Linked DNA regions of Mus musculus: region 1 is linked to region 2. Evidence: chromatin contacts called from public HiChIP or PLAC-seq data. All regions are on one chromosome and are shown on one strand. The core of a region is the stretch at or near the end of the contact, and the rest is flanking DNA. Distances in the headings are between cores, read along the strand shown.

Region 1 (3,737 bases), core at 559-3,058, 100 kb before region 2:
CCTCAAACTCAGAATCAGAGATCCACTTGCCTCTGCCTCCCGAGTTCTGGAATCAGAGGAGTAAGCTACCACCACCCAGCTTTTTTAATATAGTTTTTTAAAGTTTTATTCATTTCAAATGAGTATACTGTAGCTGTCCTCAGACACACCGGAAGAGGGCATCAGATCCCATTACAGATGGTTGTGAGCCACCATGTGGTTGCCGGGAACTGAATTCAGGACCTCTGGAAGAGCAGTCAGTGCTCTTAACCGCTGAGCTATCTCTCCAGCCCTATATCTTATGTTTTTATTGTGCTTGGAGTTGGTTCTTTCTTTTCACCATGTGGGTTGTGGGGACCCAACTTAAGTCATCAGTAATGTCTTTACTGTCTAAGTAATCTCTGAAGCCCTTGATTAGTTTTTGAGACAAGGTATCACTCTATAGCCCAAACTGGCCTGGAGACTCATTATGCGACCTTGACTGGCCTTCAATTTACAGCAATCCTTAAGTCGCAGCTTTATGAGTGTAAAGATTACAGACGGCAGCAACCATGGCCAGCTCATTCTCAGCCTTTCTAAAATGGTACAGTCTTAAAGTCAGAATCTGAGAAGCCATTAACTCTTCAGTTTATTAACATCCAAGGGATGGCCTGCTCTTGCTCTCCTGGATTTTAGTTCCTCTTCCTTTTCTAGGCTCTATGAGTTAGTCACGTAAGAATTGAGAAATTGCAAACAGGTATTTGAGGTAGGGCATTTCTTCCTGAAAATTTTTTCTCCTAGACTCTTCTGAAGAGAACTGCCCGTCCTTTAGGCAGGAATCCCAGGCTGAGTAGCCGCCGGGTCTGTATTCAGAATGAGTTTACTGATAACAGCTTGTGTCTGAAACTCCAGCCTGGCCCTAGGCCAAAGAGGAATGGATTCCTTCTAGCAGTGTGGGGTCAGTTAGGAAGGGAGCAGAGCCTACCACAGTTCTGATTTCCACAGGTATTATGCACTGTCAGGTTTAGTAACTTGTTAAATCTCCAGTCTCTGGAGTTTGGGCCCTCTGGTGAGCCCAGGAGAGTTAAGAACTACTTTAGGACCCTCCATAAATGGGGGAGGCCAGATTCTAGCAGTAACCACCCATCTAAAGAATGTGGGCCACCGGGGGGTGAGTGACCTGTGCTAGCGGGTCAGAGCTATTTTGAGCTCCAGAGGAGGCATTGGATTTTAGCTTTCCAAGGAGGGGGAGGGGAAGCCTGTTGTATGGCCAGCACTAAAGAAATGGGTTACCTTCCTGCCCACCCACCCGGATCTGGCCTTAGTTTCTCCATCCATATTAAGGAGAGGGTAACAAGGCCTCTCTTCCTTTGCAATTGGGAGGGCGCTTCCTGAGTGTTTGAATGGTTTAGATACCGCTTGCGTTTTGCTCGAAGGAAATTAGGGGGCAGCTGTGTGGTGGCTTGTTGTGGCCGGACCGGTTCGCCGGCCTGTCCATACCTCGATTTATTCTTCGGGAGAAGTTGGGAAAGGTGCCCCTCCCCCACCCCAGCTAGCAAGCGCTCCCAGCTACCCGGACTGGCTAAGGCGTGTCCCGGGACCCACTTGGTCGACTTCGGGGGCGGGGCCTCTACGTCGGGGCGTGGCTTTTGGGGCGGGGGCGTGACAGGCCAATGGGCAGAGAGGTGCGGGACGGGGCGGGGCCTGTGCGCGGGTGCGGCGCGCTGCGGGGCTAGCGACGCAGGCAGAAGCGGGCCGCGCGCTGAAGGCTAGTCGGCGCCGCTCCGAGTCGGCCGTGGGATTGGCTGCGGCACTCGCGTGTCAGGCGGTTGCTAGGCTCCGGCCGCGCGCCCCGCCCTCGCGCTCGGCGCCCTCTCACCGCTCGGTACGTGATCGCGCGGAGGCTGCGGCGCGGCGCTCGCGCTCCTGGGGCTCGGGGGCGGCAGCGGCGGTAGCTTCGCGCGGAGTCCCCGGGGAGTGGCGGCGGTGTCCCTGGGCCCGGAGGAGCGAACACCTGCCGCGGCCTGCCCGTGGTGCTGGGTGAGTGCGCCTCCCGCCTCTGCCTCCCGGTGCCTGCCTGCTGGGGCCGGGATCCCCGCTGCAGCCGACCGAGCCTTCCGCGGAACACCTGCTGCTGCTCCCTTTCGGCCCGGGGCGGGGACACGGCCACGGACGTCCTTGCGGGTGAGGAGGCGGCGCCGCCGCCGTCCGTGCGGAGCCGCCCCTCGGCTCTCCGTCCGGTAGCTGAAGGCTGAGGCCGGAGCTGCGCGCCGCGGCGACGGGCCAGGCCTCGGCCCCGGCCCGCGCTCCCGGGAACGCGGGGCCTGTGCATCGGCCGCGGGCGTGTGCGGCCTGCGGGCTGCCTCCGGGTTGCCAGTGGGGGTCGCGGCCCAGTTAGGAGGCATCTCTACTGTGGGGCTCCTGCCAGAGGCTGGGAAGGGCGCCGCCCCCGCCTCTTGCTTTGAGCTGCTCCGAGTCTTGGGGTTCTTTCCTCCCCCTCGGTTGCGCTTCTGTGGGAGACTCCTTTACTACCTTTGCAGTGGGTATTTGGGAAATCAGGTTCACTTGCGAGTATATTTGGAAAATGTTCCCAGAGGGAACACCATGTTGACTCAGAGTCCTTTGCTATAACTCCCAAGTTCATTTATTGACAAACTCAACGGGCAATTAAAAACACACCTCTTAATCTCTACAATTTGAGAAGCTTTTGTTAAGTTGAATTACATCAAGATTAGTTTTCGTGGTGATGACGAAGTTTTGACTGGTCCGCCTAGTCTGGGACAGTACCTTTATAGCCTAGAGGTCTAACTTGAGAGTCCAGCCTGCTGTTTCCCTAAATAAGCGAGTAGAAGTAGTTCTTGGCGTGGAAGCCAGACTCGTGAAGTGAGGGTGGTGTTTATAGAACATAACTCCAGCTAGAGTTGGGTGTGCTTCCAGATGTTTTGGAATCTGATGGAGATGGGGTGTTGCAATCATATTAGTATATATTGTGCTTAATGAGCAAGAGACATACTTTCAGAATGTTCTAGTTTAGAAAAAGAATTCCACGGTAACGGGTTGTACAGATCGATGGTTTAAATATGGAGAATTGAAGTTCTTTTTGCCTTGAAGTCAAGGACATGGTCAGCGTGCTTAAAGGACATAGGGGCTATTGGAGAAATCAGATCTCACTAGGGAGTTAGTTGCAAGGCGTGTGGGATCCTGTGTGAAGGTAGGAGTAAGTAGCACTATGCAGGCAGCACCGGGTGGGAATGTGCAAGCATTGTTGATATGTACCTCTGTTGAAATTGTCACCGGACAAGTCCTCATCATTCTAAAAAACCTGATTTGACAAGATGCATTCATTTAGTAAATGTTTGACTTTACTCCCTGGGGACTTCTGGGTAGGACTTGGGGGCCCATGTAATACATCTTGCTTTGTCCTTAACTGATTTTGGGTTCAGTGAATGAGAATCAGAACCCATGACGAGAATATGCTTGCTTGCATGGTAGCCTGAAGAGAGCCTTCCTGAGCCGTGCGTGGCCTTCAGGGCCAGCAGGAATTAGCTGGGGGACATAAAGGCTTGTACACCCGGAACCACATGTACATGGTTTAAAATAGAGCCTGGGAGTCTTCCAGCTGGACAGGTGGGAGCTCTGGGCCTTCTTTGCACATAGGAGCTCCAACCTCTTAGGGTACAGGAGCTTGAGAATGCTTTTAATCGTTTGAGTGGCATAATCTAGATCGAGTTTAGAAAGAGATATGTTGGTGGCATGTCGGGAGTGTCAGAGATGTCCAG
Region 2 (3,529 bases), core at 499-2,998:
GCCTTATGTATTTTGGGGCCTGGTTGTTAGGCATATATACACTTATAATAGTTGTAGCTTTCTAGTTCCATAGCCCCTTTGTTAGCCTTTATCTTCAGTCAGCTCCTCCCCTCCCCTCCTTAAAGAGACAAAGGCTTTCAATGTTCAGGCTACCTTCAAGCTGCTGTGCTTAGACTCCTCCAGGCTTAGCCAGGGAGTTGCTGGGACTGGAGGCCTTCACTTCCCAGCATGCCTCTGAAGTCTGATGTCATCGCACATCAGCATAGCCGCCCCGCCCCCGCCCTGCGGCACCCCTCCCCCACCCCTCTCCCCGCTCTCGGACAGGTGGTCACTTGACGGTTTTTTCCCATTAAGTAATAATTCTGCTTGGGAGGCTGAGTCAGAGGGATCTCTCACAAGTTCAAGGAGAATCTGGCCTAGATGTGAGTTCTAGGCCAACCAGAGACAGAGAGCAAGGCTTCATCTCAACAACAACAAAAAATCTTCAACCTGTTTGGTTTTTTTTTTGTTGTTGTTTTTTGGGTTTTTTTCTTTGCATCTAAAAATGTCTCTCGTGGATAATACTTGTATCTCTTTTTCTCAATCAAGTTTGATGATCTCTGACTTTGGATAAGATCATGTAATCTAATTCCTGATATGGTTGGATTTGCAGTGCATTTTGCCTTTTGCTTTTTATGTGTCTCAAGCTTTCTTATCTATTTCTTCCACTTTTATTGCCTCACTTTGTATTAAGTGGACATTTTCTAGTATAACATTGTAATTGCATGTTTTTAAATTATTTAGGGTTTACAATCTACGTCTTATTATTTTAGAATCTATTTCAGGCCAGGCATGGTGGCACACACCTTTAGTTCCAGACCTTGGGAGGCAGAGGCAGGTGGATCTCTGTGAGTCTGAGGCCAGCCTGGTCTACAGAGTGAGTTCCAAGACAGCCAGGGCTACACGATGAGACCCTGTTTTGAATAAGTACACAAACAAAAAACCCTCTACTTCAGACTTAATTTGTTTTTGAGATAGAGTCTCACTATATAGCTTCAGCCAGCCTGGAACTGCTAGATAGACTAGGCTGGCCTTGAATTTACAGATATCCAACTGCCTCTGACTCCCAAGTGCTGGGATTAAAGGTGTATGCCACCTAGCCAGACCCAGGATCTACTTCAGATTTATGCTAATTTCATTTTAGTGATGTGGACTAAGGATGTGGCTCAGTGTTAGTTCTTGTCTACTGTGTGTAAGGCCTTGGGTTTGATCCCGCACCGAGAAAAACGTTGAGAGTAGACACTTGGCTCCATACCCACCTGCGTTCTTCCCGTGTTACGCTATTATTGTTCTGTATCATGTTACAAATGGAAAACACATCATAATTATAAAGTTATAGCTGTCACTTTATATTGTGCTGCAGACAACCTCGTATGTTCTCCTTTACACGCTAAGAGATAAAGGGCAGCAGGCAGGCACACACTCGGGAGGTTGTATAACGGCCTTTCCATCGCTGTCTCTACTCCCCACTGTTTCCCGTGGCTTGTTTCCCTTTTGTCTACTGTGCCTTTGGTATTTCAATATGTTGCATATAATTCTGTCTAGATTCTACTATCCTGACATATATAAGTGTTTTATCTTACTCGATTGTTTCCCAAATCAGTTAAGAAAGTGAAAGGCCTTTGTGGTCACACGTTCTCCTGCACACTGTGGCTCCCTCAGGCTTTTGTGTGCAGACTAGACTGACTGCTGGTGTCCTTTGCTTTCGGTCTCTCCCTTTGTGGTTTCTTGTAAGGCGATCTGTGATCGCAGTTATGTTCTTCCTGCTAAGTCTTAGGTTCTGCCTTCTTGTTAATCTTGTTAATCAGATAACGGTTTCATTTTGACTTCATTAACAATTATCCTTTTCCCTACAGATTTTTTTTTCGAGACAGGGTTTCTCCGTGTAGCCCTGGCTGTCCTGGAACTCACTCTCTAGACCAGGCTGGCCTCAAACTTAGAAATCTGCCTGCCTCTGCCTCCCAAGTGCTGGGATTAAAGGCTTGAGCCACTATGCCCGGCTTTCCTACAGATTTTTAAGCTTACTTGATGTATTTATTTATTTTTAAATATTTTATTCTTAATAATGTGTAAACAAACATATTTGTGTGTGTGTGTGTGGGGGGGGTGTTCTGTGTGAAGACAGGAGCCTGCAAAGGCCACAGGTGTCTGATCCTTTGGAGCTGAAGTTACAGTAGTTGTGAGCTGAGCTCCCCAGCCTGGGTCCCAGGAAGTGACCTTGGGTCCCTGCAAGAATAGTATGTTCTCTTAGCTGCTGGAACATCTCTCCAGTCCTATTATTTTTAAATCAGGATCCTATATTGCCCTGGCTGGCCTGGAACTTGCTATGTAATCCAGGCTGGCTTGGAACTCCCAGAAATCTGCCTTCCTGTACCTCCTGAGTGCCGGGATTAAAGGTATGCGCCACAACGCTCAGCTGTCTGTGTGTTTGTTATTTGAGATATCATTGACCCCATCCAGCCCTGATGGGTCAGGACTATAGTCCCAGATACTTGGGACTCCGAAGGCAGGAGGATCTCAAGTTCAGGGCCTGCCTGAGCCATAGAGTTGGTTTAAGGGCAGCCTGAGCAACTTAAAGAGAATCCTTTTTGATCCTAAGTAAAAAGGAAGGGCCAGAATGAATTTCAGTTGATGGAACACTTGCAGAGTGTATTAACTACTTTTCTGCTGCTGTGATAAACACCATGACCAGAAGCAACATAGGGAGAAGGGGGCTTATTTCTGCTTACATTTCCAGTCTATCACTGAGAGAAGTCAGAAACTGAAGTAGAAATCATGGAGAAATGCTGCTTACTGGCTCCCTCCCTGGTATCTGACCAACTGGTTTTCTCTTTATTTCTCTTTATTATTTTTGAGTATGTGTATGCTTGTGTATCTGTGTGTGCGTGTGAATGCAGATCACTATGGAATCCAGAGGAGAACACTGTATCATCTGAAGCTGGAGTTAACAGGTGTTTGTGAGGTGTGTGCTGTAGATCTCTTACAGGACCTCTGTAAGAACAGAATGTACCCTTAACCTCCATCTCTCAGCCCCTTGCCGACTTTTGTACACAGATTATGACCTCCTGCCTCCCCAGATGGCGCTGTTCATAGTGGGCAGGGCCCTCCTACATCAGTTAACAGTCAAGAAAATGGCCCCCAGGTTTGCCCGCAGGCCAGTGTGGTGTAGGCAATTCCTCAACAGAGGTTTTCTCTTTCCAGTGTCTCTAGCTTGTATCAAGTTGATAATAATAGTGAATTAGTGCATCTTAAATGCACAAAGCCTTAGGTTTGATCCTACTACCATATAGTATATGTGTGTATAATATATATGTACACACACACACACACACATCTTGAAGTGGCCTAGGCAAACACTCTACCACCAGGCTATATCCATAGACTAGTTCTTTATTAAATACATCATAGTTCTCTAGAGAGTCATCCACACTGATGCATCTATCAGCGGGTCATTCATTTTTATTGCTGATTGTTGGTTTATGGCGTCCTT

Evidence for each region. HiChIP or PLAC-seq counts read pairs in DNA pulled down with a chosen protein or histone mark.
Region 1: an H3K27ac HiChIP or PLAC-seq map of extraembryonic endoderm stem cells shows a contact between it and region 2. The contact joins the promoter of Dag1 here to the enhancer-like site in region 2. A contact is called at or near these places in 2 of 484 Hi-C or Micro-C datasets (CD4 T cells and bone marrow-derived macrophages), 4 of 115 datasets of contacts at active chromatin or transcription factors (effector CD8 T cells, embryonic stem cells and extraembryonic endoderm stem cells) and 3 of 9 other capture datasets (liver, macrophages and pancreatic islet).

What each region holds. Positions count from the first base shown.
Region 1 is chr9:108,261,886-108,265,622 of GRCm38.p6, reverse strand. It overlaps Dag1 (dystroglycan 1), which reads left to right and starts at 1,808. Exons shown (of 4, transcript NM_001276482.1): 1 at 1,808-1,998.
Region 2 is chr9:108,162,035-108,165,563 of GRCm38.p6, reverse strand. All of the region lies in intron 1 of Bsn (bassoon), which reads left to right. Among named protein-coding and RNA genes, the nearest start is that of Bsn, 27 kb to the left of the region's middle. Within about 2 kb of position 1,748, at least 52 of the 459 cell types and tissues checked have an H3K27ac peak or open chromatin away from gene starts, as enhancers often do. A contact at or near this core is called in bone marrow-derived macrophages and extraembryonic endoderm stem cells, where this site is marked.